Linked DNA regions of Capra hircus: region 2 is linked to region 1. Evidence: chromatin contacts called from public Hi-C data. All regions are on one chromosome and are shown on one strand. Each heading gives the region's core, a stretch centred on a gene start, on an enhancer-like site or on the middle of the called end of the contact. The rest is flanking DNA. Distances are from core to core; before and after follow the strand shown. Region 1 overlaps ACP7 (acid phosphatase type 7). Region 2 holds the start of NCCRP1 (F-box only protein 50).

Region 1 (4,135 bases), core at 584-3,083:
TGTGTGTGCAGCCCCACGGACTGTAGCCCGCCAGGCTCCTCTTCCCATGGGGTTTCCCAGGCAAGGATACTGGAGTGGGTTGCCATTTCCTATCTCAGGGAACCTTCCCGACCCAGGGATCAAACCCGAGTTTCTTGTGCCTTCTGCATTAGCAAGTGAAAACTGCATTAGCAAGTGAAAACTCTACCACTTGTGCCATCTAGGAAGCCCCATGGCTTAAGCTTCAGTTCAGTTCAGTTCAGTTCAGTTCAGTCGCTCAGTCGTGTCCGACTCTTGGTGACCCCATGAGTCGCAGCACGCCAGGCCTCCCTGTCCATCACCAACTCCCGGAGTTCACTCAGACTCACGTCCATCGAGTCAGTGATGCCATCCAGCCATCTCATCCTCTGTTACATTCAGAAAACAAAGATCATGGCATCCGGTCCCATCACTTCATGGGAAATAGATGGGGAAACAGTGGCTTAAGCTTAGATGGACCCATATAATCATGGCTCACCTTTCTGTATTTTTGCCATTGTAGTTTTAAAATAGCACTAATAACTATGATTGATTGAACACCTATTGTGCACAAAACCCTGAGCTCAATGCCTTATATTTAGTCCCTTTAATCACTACAATAATACTATGGGGCACATTTTCTTTCCATTTTACAGCTAAGCGAACAGAGACTCAGAGAGGGCAAGTAACTTTCCCAGGGTTGCACAGCCAGAGGTTGCGGAGCTGAGATACGACCACAAAGACCATATTCTTTTTACGATAAATAGCTACCATTTATTGTGTGGCCCATACAGGGTCAGGCACTTGTGTGTATTATCTATTCAGTTCTCCCCACTTTGTATTGGGTTGGCCAAAAAGTTCATTTGGGCTTTTTCTAAACGTCTTAATGAAAACCACAAACAAACTTTCCGGCCAACCCAAACCCAAAAGAATATGGAAGTCAGGCTGAGTTGGACCATGTGCTGGAAGCCACAGAGGGTGGCTTTCCTGGCATATAAAGTGAGTTTTGTCTCACTCTGGGGTTTGTACTCTAATAGTAACAGCCTACATTTACCCAGTCCTTGCCATAGGCCAGGCTCCCTTTTAAGCCTTTTCCAAATAGCTCACTTAATTCTCACGGTATCTATGATGTGCGTACTAGTTCTATCATCCTCTCTTTCCAGATGAGGAAAACTGAGGCTCAAAGAGGTCTAGCCACTTGCTCAAAGTCACACAGCTTATCAGCGACAGAGCTCGGATTTGAACCCCGGCCACTTGGCCCCAGAATCTGGGCTTTCAGCCCTGATTTCCTCCTCCTTTTTTTTTTTTTGGTCCCTTGCAGGATGGGAAGATTGTGGACGACGTCTGGGTGGTGAGACCCCTGCTTGGCCGGACGATGTACCTGTAGGAATGAAGACAGCTCTCATCAGGAACCCAGGGCCTTGCTGCCAGGCCCTAGAGGGGAGTCGGGGGTGGGGGGCTCGACTCCTCTGCCATCCTTGGCACCATGTAGGGTGGATGCAGCCCCGAGAGAGGTGGAGCAGCTCTCACCTCCCAGAGAGCTGGGGGTCCCAGCCTGCTGGGTTGGGAGAGCAGTTGTATGTACAGGCAGAGTGAAGCAAGACAGGTTGTGGGTGGCACCACCCTGCCTTCCTGCATAGCACTAACTGGGTGGAGTGTCCACAGGGCCTCGGGAATAAAGAGGCTTATGGCTGTGCCTCCCTGGACTCTGAACTTCTGCTGGTGATGGCCCCTCTGGGCTGTCTCTTCTGCCCGCCTAGCAAAGGCCCTTAACTAAAGTCAGCAGGGTGGGCAGCTGTCATGACACCACTGTCCAGCAGGTGGCGCCAGCGACCTTCTCCTCCAGGCCGGCCCTCCGTTCCAATCAGGGGCCTGGCTCCAACAGCCCAAGGGAAGCTAGCCAGTGTGGTCCGGGCCGCAGTCTCCCAGTCTGCCACCAAGTTATCCTGGAAGCGGGCAAGTGTTAACACTCCAAACTGCCAGCTGGGACAGCTGACAAGCTTAGGAGCTCACAGACCTGCGGTTTTCCTCCCTTTAAAAATTTTCCCCCTCCCTCTGTTTTGCCTCTTCCTTTTGTGTAATCAATCGTTATTTATTGAGCGCCTATTATGTGCCGGGACCTGTTCTCCATGCTGTGAACAGCACAGAGATGTCTGCCCTCATGGAGGTGAAATTCTATCCAGGGTGTCAGACAGCAAGCACAATAGATAAGAAAAACACATGACAGGGCAAATGGTGATCAAGCACACGCAAAGGCAGGAAGGGGACGGAGGAGTCACATGGGCAGAGCGGTCCAGGCAGAGGAAGAGCCAGTGCAAAGGCCCTGGGGCAGAAACACAGCAGAGCATCAGTTGGGGAGGCCAGTGTGATGGAGCCAGAGTAAGAGGAAGAGTAGGGATGAAAATAGAGAAGTGAGAACGGCAGATCCCATGGGACACTGTGGGTCACGAGGCGGTCTCTGTCCTTTATCCTGAGTGACATGGAGCCACAGGAGGGTTCTGAGCTGCTGATGGGCAGGACCTGACTCCAGAGGTCCTAGGCAAATGCTGGGTTCCGGCCTCAAGGATGAGGGCTCTCCTGAGTGAAGCCGGTGAGTTCCTAGCTCTGCAGGCTGACGACACATCGCTTCGTCCATTGTGTTGTGCGGTTTCAGCCTCCTCAGATCTTTTCCCCACCCAGCACCCACTCTGCCCAAGGCTGTTTGCAGTGGTGTTTTTTTTTTTTATCTTGGCTCTATTTATTTATTTATCTTTATTTTAGCTTTTACTTGTTGGCTGCACAGCATGTGGTATCTTAGTTCCCTGTTGTTTAATCGCTAAGTCGTGTCTGACTCTTTTGCAACCCCATGGACTAGTCCACCAGGCTCCTCTCTCCATGGGATTTCCCAGGCAAGAATACTGGAGTGGGTTGCCATTTTCTTTCCAGGGGATCTTCCCCACCCAGGGATCGAACCCCTATCTCCTGTATTGGCAGGTGGATTATTTACTGTTGAGCCACCAGGGAAGGCCTTAGTTCCCTGACCAGGGATAGAACCCACACCCTGGGCAGTAGAAGTATGGAGTCTCAACCCCTGGATGGCCAGGGAATTCCCTCCTTGCACTTTCTTGAGCACCAAGCTCTCTCTCACTGTCGGCCCCCGGCCCTGTGCACTGGCTCTTCACCCTGTGAGTGCCCTCCCTCCGCTCATTCGGGGCTGCATCTGCTCAGCCCCAGGGGTCGGCCTTCCCCGACAACCCCAGCTAAAGGGGTCGCGGTCACACTGTCTCATCCTGTCTTACTTCATGTCCAGCTCTTGGCATTCTGCTATTCGCTCATTGACTGATTGGTTACCTCGTTCACTGGCAGTTTGCCTCACTGAGCTGGGGGCCGTCTGTGAGGGTGGAGACCAAGGCCATCTTGTTCATTCATGGGTCCCTACCTCCACACTCACCTCCGCCAATTCCTCCCAGACCCCTTCTCAGGCTGAGTGGGGGCCCTGCCCAGTCTGGACTGTCACTGTCTAGGGGTGGGTCTGTCTCCCCCACTGGACTGTCAACCCCACGAGGGCAATGTTCAGGGCTCACTCCAGCACAGCCCAGCACTAGATAAATTCTTGAGGGTAATAAATACTTGTGCCTTAATGAAGGCTGCCATGTGTCAGGCTCCAGCCAGGCAATGCCAGGGACAGAGATGAATCAGCCCGGTAAAATCCTTCGGGAGCCCAAAGGCCGGCAGGGAAATATGGTTACACAATACGGATGAGAAGCAGCAAGAGAACGCCACAGAGGGAGGCACCAAGCCCGTCAAGTGACCAGTGGGGGGGGGGGGGTGGTCATTCATTGCACGCTGCGGCCGAAGACTAAGCTGATGTCCGTGTGGGTCTGGCACGTTCTGTTGGCCTGGCACTGACCACCAGGCAGCAACCGGGTTCAAATCTCCATTCTGCCATGTCCTGTGGGGTGTGGAATCACCACCCCTCTCTGAACCTCTATTTCTTCACCTGTTACAGAAGGGTGATCGTACTTTGTGCGGTGTCCTTGGGATTAAATGAGGTTGAAAGCCTTGGTATTGTCCCTGACTCCTCTTTTTCTCTCATCCCAGGTTTAATTATGTAGTAAACGCTGTTGGCTTTTTTTTCTGACCGATCAACATGTGGGGT
Region 2 (4,135 bases), core at 1,186-3,685, 76 kb after region 1:
TCTTAACCACTGGACTGCCAAGGGAAGCTTGAAGATATACATTTAAAGTAAGTTCCCTGGGTGAATCTGGTGAGCCCTAAAGTTTGGGGATCACGTGGTATGAGGATATGGGTGAGACAGAAGGGCATTCTGGGTAGAAAGAACTTTCTGAGCAAAATCCCTGAGATGGGCGAGAACAGGGACCAGAAATCCAGTGCCTCGAGCGCTGGCAGAGAGCTGGGCTTTTTCCCCTGAGGGCACTGGGGCACCATGGCAGGTTTAAGCGGGGGAGTGACTACCTGTGTTTAACCTTTCATAAGACCCTTTTGACTGTGGCCCGTGTGTGTGTGTGTGTGTTGTGTGTGTGTGTGTGTGTGTGTGTGTGTGTAAGAGAAGGGGCTGAGGCCCCCAGGAGTGAGATAATGTGGACACCATGGCAGGAGGGGGGCAAACAGAGGAGGAGTGTTGATCCTCATTCTACAGATTTCCTGCCTTTTTTTTTTTTTTTTTTTTGGTCTCTTACTCTAAGCCACTCCCTGCCCTGGATTCTGACCTGGGGACAGCTCTGACTCCACTAGACAGACACTCTTCCTCCTGACTCTGTCCTTTCCTCCTCCTCCGATGAAGACAGGCCGGCAGCCAGGCATGGGTGTGGGTCTGTGCGCTTGCAGTGACGGTGGGAGTGTCTCCAGTTATGCGTGGACCATGGGCTCTGCAGGTATTTGGAAACCTCTTGAAGACTTCTGGGTGAGCAGGGATACTGCACATAAGTTAGTTTGTCCCCTTCTGTGAGTCCTTCCTCCCCTCAGGTCCCTGGCTAATTCCCAGCTTTCCTAAGATAGGTCGCTTCACCTCTTGCCTCTCAGTTCCCCAGTCAATGGAGGAACTATTACCTGTCCCCACCTTCCAGGGTTGTTGTAAGACTTAATGAGTTAAAGGCAGACACTCAATAAATGTAACTACGTTCTCCCATCTGTTTCTGTGTGAGCCACTGTCTCTGGGGGTAATTTGAACCTGTATCCCTGCGTATCACATGAAACTCCATGTCCAATTTGCCACATACCAGCTGTGCAACCTTGGGTGAGTTACTAGACCTCTCTGAGTCCCAGTAACTGAGACTTCTACTCTCAGGTATGGAGACTTCTACTCTCAGTTATGGAGACTTCTACAAAAGTAGAAGTCTACAAAACGGATATAAGAATAGCACCTATTTCCTATGGAAGATGTGGAGATTAAATTAATTATTCCACCTAAAGAATTTAGAACAATGCCTAGCACACAGGCGTTAATTACACGAGCATCATCATTTGGGTGTGAGCTCCAGTCCATATGTCTGCCGAATGTGTCTGTCAGCATCTTGCGGGAATCTGGGGCGGGAAGCGTATGGGGTTATCTGGGGTGGTGTGGGACCAGGCCTGTGAGGGAGCCCTCTGGTTTTTCATCTGTGAAATGGGGATAACAACAGCTCCCTACTCAGGCTTGATGTGCAAGCTGGATGCTGGGGTGTGTGTGGCTGGCGCGCAACTCCATAATCATTCACTATTATCTTTTCTTTACATATAAAATGCCGTATTAGTAGCACCTACATTGTTAGGGGATGAAATGAACGTGTAAAAGCTTAGGACAGCATCTAGCAAGCAGAAAGCGCTCACTGTAGCGCTTGTTACTGGTAACTTATGTGGGACTGAGCCTGTGCTTAGCTGGGCAGGCTGTGGGATGTGGCAAGGGCAGGATGTGGGCGTGGGCATCTGGCCCTTCAGGTTCATCTGCCACCCCACTGCCTCCACACCCCCGACCTCCTGCCCCCGCCATCGCTCCAGCCCTGACTCCAAACTCCCTATGACCTCCCAGGGAGGAGGTTTGGCCAGCCGGCACCGCCTGCCCAACCCCAGGAAGAGATACAAGGCACCCTTTCTCACACTATCTCAGTGTCTCCCTCGGGTCCCCCATCTCTGTGACTCCCCATCTCTAGCTCAGAGTCTCTCTGGGTCTCTCTCTCTCCCCCACCCCACCCCACTATGCTTCCGGGACAAGAAATATTAGGTCCCAAGTTTGTGTCCCAGTGAGGGCAGAGGAGGAACAATCAGAGGCGGGACTCCCCTCCCACCCCCACCCCTTACAGCATGCTCAGCTGACGGGGAGGTTGCCGGGGGGACAGGGGGCTTCATTAATTAAGCTTACCTCCAGCCACGCGGGATGTTAACGAGGTGGATGGGCCTCATTAGAAAGCCGAGCCCTGGCATTAGCGCCTTGGTCACACCCCTCTCCAGGGCTGATGTCTGGGGAAACTGGAGCAGGAGGCTTGGGAAACCCAGCTGGGCTGGGACCCGGACTTCTGCAGGCTGGGAGAAGGAGGGGCTGGGACCTGGGCTCCCCAGCCCTAGGGAGGAGGGCCTGGGAGCCCGGATCCTTCCCCCAACACACCCCTCTACTTAAAAGCCAGTCGAGGCGCTCCGCCCTCTCCCGCCCCGGGTTCACCCCGAACCCTGCGGAAGAGCCGGGACACTCACCCAGACCCGAGCGATGGAGAAGGTGCGGGAAGGACCGGAGCTCGGCAGCGGGATGGAGGAACCCGCGAGCCCCCAGGAGCCAGCGTCGCCGCCCCCGCCTCCGTCGCCGCCTTCGCCCGCGGCCCCTGAGACCCCCGGGCTCCCTGCGCCCGAGTCGCCAACCGAGGCCCACGCGCGGCAGCTGCTGCTGCAAGAGTGGGCGCCGCCGAGAGGGAGCCTGGAGCTGCCCCCTCGCCTCACCTGGAAGCTGCTCTTCCTGCGGCGGCCGCTCTACCGCAACCTACTGCGCTCGCCCAACCCCGAAGGTGCGGGGCCGTGGTCTGCGCGAGGCTGGAGCAGCAGGGAGGCCACCACGCCTCCGTCTCCTTCCCGCGGGCTCGCTCACCTAGACCGTCGGTCTCGTCTTCTCTTTGCTTCCTTGTTTCTCTTACTCTGCTCTCGGTCTCTGTCTCTTAATGTCTCCCTCTGCGTTTTTATTCCTCTGCATCCTTCTCTGGGGCTTCCCCCCGCAGTGGCACAGCGGTAAAGAATCCACCTGCACTGTAAGAGACACAGGTTCGATCCCTGGGTCGGGAAGATCCCCTGGAGGAGGGCATGACAACCCACTCCAGTATTCTTGCCTGAAGAATCCCATGGACAGAGGAGCCTAGTGGGCTCCAATCCATGGGGTCGCAAAGAATCTGACACGCCTGAGCGACCGAGCAGCCGCGCATTCTAGCACTTCCTTCTCGGTCCCTTTTTTTCTCAGCGTGTCTCTTTGTCTCACTTGCATCTCTGTCTCTTTCTACATCTGTGTCTCTATCTCTCACAGGGTCTGTCTCACCCTGTATCTCTCTGACCCTCCTCCCATGTTACCGTTCCGTCGCTCAGTCATTCCGACTCTTTGCGACCCCATGGACTGCAGCACGCCAGGCTTCCCTGTCCTTCACTATCTCCTGGAGCTATCTCCCTCCTCCCATACTCTCTCTCTTTTTCCTGGTTCCTCTCTCTCTTTCTCCCTTTGTTCCTCCTCTCTCTCGCCGCAACGCCCTCCCCCTCCGAGCACTGGCCCTCTGACCCCAGGACATTCTCAGGGCTCTCCCTGGGCCCTGACTCACTCCCCGCTGCCTGGCTGGGCTGGTCTGGCAGGCGGGGCATTGATTCCCGTCCTTCCAGCCGAGTCCAGCGGGCAGGGAGTGGGGAGCCTGCAGGAAGGAGGGCAGCTTCTGCACGCCTGAGGCTCCGCTTCCCTGCGCGTTTCAGGCATCAACATTTATGAGCCAGCGCCCCCTACCGGTCCCACCCAGCAACCCCTGGAGGCTCTGGGTAAGCGCCCGGAGGCTAGCCCCATGCTGCGGAAGGGGTGGCCCTGGAGAAGCGGCAAGTTCTAATCTGTTGCTCCTCCACCCGCCAGGCAATTTCCGCGGCTGGCACATCAGGACTGAGAAACTCCAGCAGAACCTCAGGTGAGTGGCCGGGACACACGTGGCCTGCGTTTGATTCCCTCTTCTGGCCTCCCTCGCTGTGGGACGTGGAAAAGCTCTATTTACCTCTCTGGGCCCTTGTCTCCGGCTCTGTAAACAGCATGAATCCTAAGAGCATGCCCGTAAAACACATGGCATAGGGTCTGGCCAGTTTGCTCATAGTAGGTGTTCCATGCCGTGCTT

What was found. A called contact is a pair of places that touch in the nucleus more often than the background predicts.
Region 2: a contact with region 1 is called in a Hi-C map of liver, with 5 times the contacts expected there. The contact joins the promoter of NCCRP1 here to the enhancer-like site in region 1. A contact is called at or near these places in 3 of 5 Hi-C or Micro-C datasets (blood and liver).

What each region holds. Positions count from the first base shown.
Region 1 is chr18:49,722,653-49,726,787 of ARS1.2, forward strand. ACP7 (acid phosphatase type 7) reads left to right here. Exons shown (of 13, transcript XM_018062379.1): 13 at 1,319-2,744. The coding sequence ends at 1,384. Among named protein-coding and RNA genes, the nearest start is that of ACP7, 15 kb to the left of the region's middle. Within about 2 kb of position 1,834, at least 1 of the 5 cell types and tissues checked has an H3K27ac peak or open chromatin away from gene starts, as enhancers often do.
Region 2 is chr18:49,798,538-49,802,672 of ARS1.2, forward strand. NCCRP1 (F-box only protein 50) reads left to right here and starts at 2,436. Exons shown (of 6, transcript XM_018062383.1): 1 at 2,436-2,794; 2 at 3,732-3,794; 3 at 3,883-3,934. The coding sequence starts at 2,503. It overlaps LOC106503127 (a long non-coding RNA gene), which reads right to left and starts at 2,448. Exons shown (of 3, transcript XR_001919486.1): 1 at 2,161-2,448; 2 at 533-722.